3 separate regions of the Mus musculus genome follow, and all the other regions are linked to region 1. A link is a contact called in public promoter capture Hi-C data. All regions are on one chromosome and are shown on one strand. The core of a region is the stretch at or near the end of the contact, and the rest is flanking DNA. Distances in the headings are between cores, read along the strand shown.

Region 1 (2,955 bases), core at 128-2,627:
CAGAGGCAGCAGCTTTAGCTATACAAAGGGACAGAGAAGAAGGCAAGTGTCAAAGAACTTGGCGACTTTGTGAAAAAGGAAGGAAGACAGTGTGCACACTGGGAGGAGGGCACTCACCATGCAGGCCTGGGCCAGACTCATGGCCAGGCGGAAGCGGGCAGACATGGCTGGTGGTAGCAAGTGACTGAGGCCAGAGCCCACATCAGGATTAATCACTCGAAGGCATCGGACCACAGCCTCTACGACCAGCTCAGTGGTGAAAGCTCGCAGAGTCTGCACTTCTGGAGGAACTGCCCTAAAAAGGAAAGCACCAGGCTTGAGTAGTTAGGAAACAAAGTACAGACTTCTAGAGAGGGAATGCTCTAGAATCCAGGTCGGGGCAGGGAACAACCAAGGCTTCAACAGATCCTGGGTGCTGGTGACTATGACCTTTACTTAGTCCTAAGACCTCGGTGAATGAGGGTGACCTGAATTCAGAAAAGTCTCAAACTCCCCTACACTTCAAAGTTTCCAACCTCTGGGATCTGCAAAAGTGAAAATGGTCCAAGTGGCACAGTCTCCATATTTCTGGGCACCAGGACATTGTTCTTTGCATGGCAAGGCCTCCTAGATCTACGAGGTTTGGGAAAGCTACATAGGAAGAGGCTGGAGTTTTCAGAAGTCTCAAATGTCAGGGTCAATAAATAGAAATAAAAAATCGGGCATCCTAAATTTTGGCATCAAGGACTTTTAGGTCCCTCAAATAGTGCATCCTTTGTGTTCCTGTGTTACCAAGTGCTGCTACTGTCAGAATGTAGGGCCCTGGTATTTTGATAAGTCCTGGGAGTTTCAGGAGTTATTGTTCGAAGATCAAGTTGCCAGTCTCAGGAATTCTGGAGACTCTGGGTGCCAGACTCCTGTGTTATCAGTTTCCTGGTGTGGGTGTCCTGGAACCTCTAGATATCAGGATCCCAGCATATGCAGGTCTCAGTTTGTAAGGTGTCTGAGTCCTCGAGGTTTTACCCAATGTCCACATCAAAGTATTTAGGAAAGTCATGATGTTAGAGTGTAAGCAGGGAGGAGGAGGAGAGGCTTCGGAATCCTGTAAGTTTGGGCCTTTGGGTGTCAAGGTCTTCATTTTAAGGTTCCCGGGTAATGGGGGTCCTAGGATTTGGAGTCCCGGATGTGAGCAATTGGAGGCGACTGGGGGTTGCGTACTTACGTGCCCGCCTGGCGCAAGGAATGGATGAGGATTCGGTCAGCCTCCTCCATGGTGGAGTTAATTCTAACTCCGGGGCTGGGTCTAGGACCAGATCAGAGAAATTGGAGCTCTCCGCGCTGCTCTCGGCGCGGCGAGGACAGAGAGTCACGTGCCGCGCGAGGAACATTGGGAAATGTAGTTCTAAGGAGTGAGCGTTGCGCAGGCAGCGGCGCTGGAGGCGGGGTGTGAATTACGTAATGGCTCCTGGAAGTTGTAGTTCTTTCACTTGTAGTCCCATGGTCTCCTCCAAGGGAAAAAAAAAGGAAATGGGCTGGGGAGTTGAGAGACAGGACAGAGAAAAATTTTCATTTATAAGACACGTTCATCTTCCAAGCTATAAAAGTTTATACGTGTACAAAATGACTGTTCCCCCGTGTCTTGCTAGCCTCATCTGTAAAGTGAGAATTTGGATAATACCTTCTTCCTAGGGTTAAGACATAATTGCTACGACTGGGGATGTGACTCAGGATAGCCTCACAACCTGAGTTCTCTCCCTGAGATCCACATGGTGGAAGGCAGGAAATGACTTGATAAGAGTCTGAATTCCACGTGTGCACTGTGACACATTTATGCTCGTGAGCACACACAAAAGGATCATAAATAGATTTTAAATAAATAAAACAAACGTCATTGCTCGAGTAAACCTACTTAACCACCAACCACAACAAACTGAGGTCGATCCTCCCTGGGACCCAAGAGACATAAAAAGAGAATGGACTCCTACAAAATGTCCTCTGACATCTACACATGTGCAGCAGTACCACTATCATGCACACAAAATAGATGGAAAAAGCAAAGAATTACTAGACCAGGCGTAGTGGTAAACATCTGTAATCTCAGCACCTGTCCCAAGTGTAGATTGGGCTACAGAAGGAGATCACCTCCTTATGAAACCATTCCTTATTGAACAGCCTCTTTTGTCTCTACTATCCAGTAGTGCTAACATTTGTCATAATCACACATACACATCACATACTTGACTCAGTTTCTGAACTAAGCTCTCTCTCTCTCTCTCTCTCTCTCTCTCTCTCTCTCTCTCTCTCTCTCTCTTTCTCCTCTCGTTGTGCTATCCTGTCTTGCTTTGGTTTGGTTTTCAGACAACAAAATCTTGCAATGTAGCCCAGGCTGGCCTCAAAATTGTAATAATAATATTTCTTTCTCCCAAGTGCTAGGATTAAAGGCTTGTACCACCGCCCCTGACTGTATTCTATTTTTAATTACTGTAGATTTACAATGAGTCTTGATATCATATATGGCAAGCCCTCCCATCTTGTTGTCTTGTTCTTTTTCAAAATGGATTTGGCTTTTTTGTTTTTTGGTTTTGGGGTTTTTTGTTGTTGGTGGTGGTGTTTTGGTATTTTGTTTTTGTTTTTGTTTTTATTTTTTGTCATTTGTCTCAAAGACTGTCAATTCCAAAGAAAACTATGCTGAGATTTTGTTTGGTATAGCTAATGCAGAATGCCAAGAAGATCACTTTGGGGAACTTTACAGCATCACTAAATGTTACATATTTCTCCATTTTATGTCCCTTTGATATTTACTATCTGACTTTTTTCCTAGAGATAAATATATATATATATTAGGTTTTTCCTATGTACCTCAAGTGTTATATGCTATTGGAAAATTATACCTTTTTTTTTTCGTATTTTGGTTTCTGCCTGCTTGGTGCAGATATCGATTTACTATACACTTAACCAGTGCCTTTCCCCTTGCCA
Region 2 (2,775 bases), core at 30-2,529, 290 kb after region 1:
GATCTTGATGAATGCAAAGCCAGCCTGATATACAGAATGGGTCCCAGGCCTGCCAGAAGTACAGAATGAGACCATGTCTCAAACATTAATTAGTTAAATACCATGCAGTCATGGGTTTATTTTACTTATTTTCTGATACACACACATATATATACACATATATACATGTGTACATACACACACAGACACATGTATATCTGGCCTAGAATTCAGTATGTAAACCAGGCTGTCTCCTGTGATCCCTTTTACCTGCCCCAGCCATGCTGGGGACTACAGATGAATGCCACCATACTTATGTCTATTTGTTTTTTATTTTTTGAAGACTGGGTCTTGCCAAATTGCCATGTCTGGCCTTGACCTCCTGGACTCAAGCCATGTTTGTAGCTCAGCCTCCTTAGTACCTGAGATATTTGTACCTGCCACCGTGTCCACTTGATTCATGACTTAAATTAAAGCTATCCCTCCAGCCTTACACTTCACACAGCACCCACCAACCACGAAGAAGTAATGAATATCAGAAAAAATTATATTGACAACGAGATGCCTGCCAGGCCATGCAAGATACCAAGTATCAAAACCAAGGTGCCAGTCAAGGAGATATACTTCAATAGAGCGCATCCAAGAGCTCTGGTCTAACCCCAGCAGTACAAGGGGGCGGGGGAAGATGCACACTAGGACGGCAGAAGATGGCAGAGCACTTACTTAGCAAACACCTAGGTTCGACAGGGGCGGGAGGGGGCGGAGAAAAGGGGGAATAAAGAATAGAATAAACAGCAGAACGTCTATTAACACTGGCACATGATAGATGCATCTGCTTTTAGTTTTCTCACCCGGCTCCAGATGTTTGAGGATGCCCCTCTTCGCCAAGCGGGTCTGCAGCGCAACAGGAAGCGGCATAGTGGGTAGCTGACCAGACCTAGAAACAGACAAGACAGTACTGAAGGGCAGATCTGATTAACATTTCAATCTGGATAGCCAGTAACCACGCGTGTGTTCACACACACACACACACACACACACACACACACACACACACACACACACACACACCTACGTAACTGCAACAGTAGCTGGAAGAGAACAAAAATGCGTGCTAAAAGATAAAAGAGATATGTAGCAATATGGCCAGAATTAGGATCAGCAGAACTCTCCGGACCCAGGCACTGGAGACCGGATGGACCAAAGACCCAGTTCCTCTCTAGACCAAGGCTCCACCCATCACCCAAGGGACCAAGTGCCACACACCCGCAACCCAGAAATGGGATCACCCAACGTTCCTCAAAGTCCGCACGGTGGGCGGAACCAAGGCGCTAGGATGGGGGAGATACAATGCCAACGCCATCTCCAGCTTTAAAAGAAAGCTTACACCCCAGCCTTACCAGTACAACTGTGCGATTAGTCAAAGTCTATCTCCTTACCCTCCTCTCCCTCATTGGCACAGTGCTTACCAACACCGAAGGGCTCTTGGTTTAAAGCACAACAGGCTCCTCGACTCTCCCCAGGTGCAATTAACTGGTCGCATCCGACGCTTACATGGAACGGATGTGGCCCTTCTGGCTAGCCAATAAGAGCGCGCCGTTGGCCTTACGTAAGCAGAGAAGAACCAATTGTTCCCTTGGTCTACGTACAGCGCCTCAGAGCTTGTGGGCGTTTCGGAGCGGGAGGGGGACGGGGGGAGTGTCTCGCCCGCGCCACCGACTGCGCCAGGCCGGACTCTGGCGCCATGGAGGAGTACGCTCGCGAACCTTGGTACGGCGATGGGCACAGGCTTCGGGACAGTCCGCGCGACGCTCAGGCGGACAACGGGAGGCGGGCGGGGAAGGCAGGGGCTGCAGTGTCAAGTCCCTGACCCGGGAGGCTCGGAAACTTCACTGCCTCTGCGCATCCGGCATGGCCCCTCCCACTCGGACTTCGTCAAAAAACCGCCACCGTGGAGTGTCCCAGTATGTGCGGTGTGGGACAAACTATCGCACTGTTGCCCTGGCTCTTCTCCTAGACCCCCTTTGTGAGCCAAAAGAGAAACGCTGGGCAGATCCATTCCGGCGGTGAGGGAGGAGAGGCGTGGAGCCAATATCCACAGGGTTTCTTCGTGTCGCTTTTCTCAGGCTGGCTTTTGACATAGGATAGGGCATGTGTGAACTCACTGTGGGCTAAGCCAGATGGCACCTGGCTTTTCCGCACGGTCTTTTGATTTGTCCGATTTAGGTTTTAAAAGGACACAAGGGTTTCTCTGGACGTGCTTTTTGTGTCGAACCGAGTGTCAGTCACCCTGTTTATATTTTACTTAAATAACGTTTGCTAGTTAACACTATTGAAGCCTGACACGACAACTCCCCCCCCCCCCTCCCAGACACGGTTACTCTGTGGTGTAGCCCTGGCTGTCCTGGAACTCACTCTGTAGTCTTGAACTAAGAAATCCTCCTGCCTCTGCCCCCCAAGTTCTGGGATTAAAGGCGTGAACCACCCCTGCCAGGCACATGACAACTCTTACTGATTTTTGATAGTAACAAAAACCATTTTGTTTTTGGCTCCTGGTTCTAGGATTTGAGGGACTCTGTTCTTCAAATCTAGTTTCACGTAGAACTCTCTGAGAATACTGTATTGTCAGAAACAGTCATAGGGGCTCAGTGGTAGAGTAGTTGATTTAAGCAAGAGACAGATTGTGGGGGACAGGGGACCTAGATTCCAAAGCCATTTGATTTTTGATAATGACAAAAACAGTTGTATTGACGCTTGCTTGTAATCAAGAGCACTGCTCTGCCAGTAGTAAACCCA
Region 3 (3,154 bases), core at 76-2,575, 410 kb after region 1:
AAGTAACTAAGGGGCATTCAGGCCCCTGGAAGAGAAAGCTGTATATTTTGTTTTAGGTTTTCCAATCCTATTTGGGGCTCCGTGTTCACAGCTTTCCCAAAGGACCAGAATTTGATTCCTAGTACTCATGCTAGGCAGCTTACAAAGGCTTGTAACCCCCGACTCCACGGGATTTGGTGCCCTCTTCTGGCCACTATAGGCAGCTGCACTAACATACACATGAATTAAAAATAGTCCTGTTGAAAATGTTTGTTGAATCTGTATGAGCGCCCTGTTTAGTTCCTGATATAACTACTTTATGCTTTTCTCCTCGTGTCTATGGTGTAAAGAGAAATTACTAGTATTTTCTGAATCTGATTGAAGCAGCAGCCCTGAACATAGCCGATTTTTATTGCACATTTGCTTTCTCTTTCCATCTCTGTGCTCATCTCTCCCCTCTTATTTATTTTAATGGTTTAAGCAAAGCTGTTCATTTCCCAGTTCCGGTCACTGACTTTCAGGATTTTCTATTTTATTTTATTATTATTTATTTATTTGATTTGTTTTTTATTTTTTTCGAGACAGCGTTTCTCTGTATAGCCCTGGCTGTCCTGGAACTCACCAGGCTGGCCTCGAACTCAGAAATCTGCCTGCCTCTGCCTCCTGAATGCTGGGATTAAAGGAGTGCACCACCACACCCAGCTAGGATTTTTTATTTTTTATTTTTACTTTTGCAATCTGCATTTCTATCTGCATGGTTCCCCCGAAGTACTGCTTTTGGGGCACCCCCAGTGCTGAGGGTCTAGAAAATAAGCTCATCCATTTCTCTGAGTAGTCAGTGCCCTGGACAGCACGGCCTCCCTCCTTTGGTCTGCTCCAGAGTCCTCTTAAAGGTTCCCTCCAGCCTTTCAGGGCCTCTGAGTCTTTTGACCAGCTTCAAGGTCATTGTTTCTCGGGGGCCCTTCTGACACAGCTCTGTCCTGAGTGCCTCATGGGCATTCTCCAGGAACCACCTTTGGGTGTCTCTACGTGTCTGAAGCTGAACTGTCTCCCCAGTGAAGCACCCAGAGAGAGCGGCCAACCCTTAAACCCGAGCCCTCCACAAGCCCAAGCAGGGCTTCTGCTGCCCTCTGGTTATCTTTAAGAAAAGCCCAAGGAAGCTAAAGCCACAAGGGTGTCCCTGAGAAGGAAAGCAAGTCAGCAGACCCAGGTTGGGTACCCCCAGCCTGGTCAATACTCATGCCCCAAAGCCTCCACGACCCCACACTTACCTGACTTTCAGATGTTGGATCACACATCTTTCCTGGTAGACTGGAAGGCAGGTAGGTTGGGGCTGAGGCTGGCTCTGTGCCTGGAGATCAAGGGGCAGGAATGGGAGGTGCTAGCTGAGGACATTGGGTGTGGACAGAGGCAGGAGGTGAAAAGCAGGAAGACTAACTGAAACTCGGGGTACAGCTTAGTGGTACAACAGTGCTGAAGAAACCCTGGGTTCTACTTCTAGCAGTGCAAAACCAAGCCAAACACTGCCAGCCTTGAGAATAAAAGTACAAATATAAGTGCTTCCTCTTTTGAGGAGCTGAGGGTCTTGATAAGTTGTTGAGATTGGTCCCTAATGGTCCTTCTCTGTCAACTGCCAGATGTGTCACGTCCTGCTAAGCAATCATCCATAAGAACACAGAAAACCAGGAAAGCACCCATCGAGAGTGTTGAGACTAGCAGTGCCCTATGAGAGAGCTCCGATCCACCTTGTAGTGTGTGACTAGGATGGAGTGTCTGAAAGAGTTGCTTGTGGGTCTGCAGCTGAGTGAGGATTCTTTTAAATGGCTATGGGTGTTTTGCCTGCTTTCATGTCTCTGCACTACATTCATGCTTTCCGATTGCAGAGGATAGAAGATGGCATTGGATATCCTGGAACTGGCCTTACAGACAACTGGTTGTACGCTAGCTACCACATGCAGATTGGGAATCAAACCTAGGTACTCCAGAAGAGCAGCAGATGCTTTTAACTGCTAAACCATCTCTCTAGTCCTGAGCTAAGATTTTTTTTTTTTTGAAAGGGGGTCTCGCTGTATTTGAAGCCTCACAATTCCTATCCACGCTTGGTCCCCTCCCCACCCCACCACTATTTGCTTCGCTTTCACAAGCTTTCTATCTATGGGTTACCTATCAGGACCAGGGTTAGGTGAGTCTGAGATTTTTGCCTCTGGGTACATACCTGGGTGCCCTGGGTGTTATTAAACATATGGTTTTCCTTTAAAAATTATTTCCAAGGCCTATAATCCTAGCTACTCAAAAGGCTGGAGCAAAAGGAGCAAAAATTTGAGGCCAGGGTACTGGCTTAAAGCTTAGGAGCTCTGGCTATGCTTCCAGAGGACCACAGTTCAATCCTCAGCCCCAACATGGTGAGGGCTATAACTCTAGTCCCTAGGAATCCAACTCCCTCTTCTGGCCTCCTCAGGCAGCGTACATCCAAGTGGTACAAAGACATACATGCTAGCAAAATATGTCTGCCCATAAAATAATGTTTTAAAAAAATTCAAGACAACCTGGGCAAATCATTAAGATCATCTCTGAAAATAAAATTTTAAAAAATTGCAGGGGTTGGGGATTTAGCTCAGTTGTAGAGCACTTGCCTAGCAAGTGCAAGGCCCTGGGTTTGGTCCTCAGCTCTGGAAAAAAAAAATGCTAGGGACATTTAGCGTTAGCAGTAGCATGTTTGCCTGGCTCCAGGTTCAATTGCCAGCACAGGGGGGCGGGGGGGGGGCAAGTTTTGTAGAGCCAGGCTGGAGCACAGATCTGCAATTCCAGCCTCCGGGAAGCCAAGGCAGAAGTGTGAGTTCCAGACCAGCCTGGGTGACAGAGTAAATTCTATAGTGAAACTCTATCTCCAAAAAGGCTGGGCATGTAGTGGAGCTCAATGACTCAGTAGTAGACTGCCCTGGCAGTACCAGGCTCTGGACTTGATCACCAGCATGGGAAATAAAGATGCAAGTGAGTGCCACCTACTTCTAGGGACTACACAGGTCATCCCTGCCCCATCCACAAAGTGACTATTTAGGGGGGCTAGAGAGATGTCTCAGTGGTTAAGAGCACTGGCTGCTCTTCCAAAAGTTCTGAGTTCAATCCCCAGCAACCACATGGTGGCTTATGACCATCTGTGATGAGTTTGGATGCC

The links. Promoter capture Hi-C pulls out the DNA fragments that hold promoters and counts their contacts.
Region 2: a contact with region 1 is called in a promoter capture Hi-C map of erythroid cells, with 22 times the contacts expected there. The contact joins the promoter of Pqbp1 here to the promoter of Ccdc22 in region 1. A contact is called at or near these places in 4 of 39 promoter capture datasets (the SN4741 cell line, erythroid cells, neural stem cells and 1 more) and 2 of 9 other capture datasets (adipose tissue and liver).
Region 3: a contact with region 1 is called in a promoter capture Hi-C map of pre-B cells, with 7 times the contacts expected there. The contact joins the promoter of Glod5 here to the promoter of Ccdc22 in region 1. A contact is called at or near these places in 2 of 39 promoter capture datasets (liver and pre-B cells).

Annotation. Positions count from the first base shown.
Region 1 is chrX:7,604,043-7,606,997 of GRCm38.p6, forward strand. Ccdc22 (coiled-coil domain containing 22) reads right to left here and starts at 1,378. Exons shown (of 17, transcript NM_138603.3): 1 at 1,202-1,378; 2 at 118-295. The coding sequence starts at 1,251.
Region 2 is chrX:7,897,721-7,900,495 of GRCm38.p6, forward strand. It overlaps Pqbp1 (polyglutamine binding protein 1), which reads right to left and starts at 1,280. Exons shown (of 7, transcript NM_019478.4): 1 at 1,051-1,280; 2 at 831-916. The coding sequence starts at 897. Timm17b (translocase of inner mitochondrial membrane 17b) reads left to right here and starts at 1,616. Exons shown (of 6, transcript NM_011591.5): 1 at 1,616-1,749. The coding sequence starts at 1,724.
Region 3 is chrX:8,017,167-8,020,320 of GRCm38.p6, forward strand. Glod5 (glyoxalase domain containing 5) reads right to left here and starts at 1,326. Exons shown (of 4, transcript NM_027227.2): 1 at 1,251-1,326. The coding sequence starts at 1,277. The region is part of intron 2 of Gm39488 (a long non-coding RNA gene); the gene reads left to right.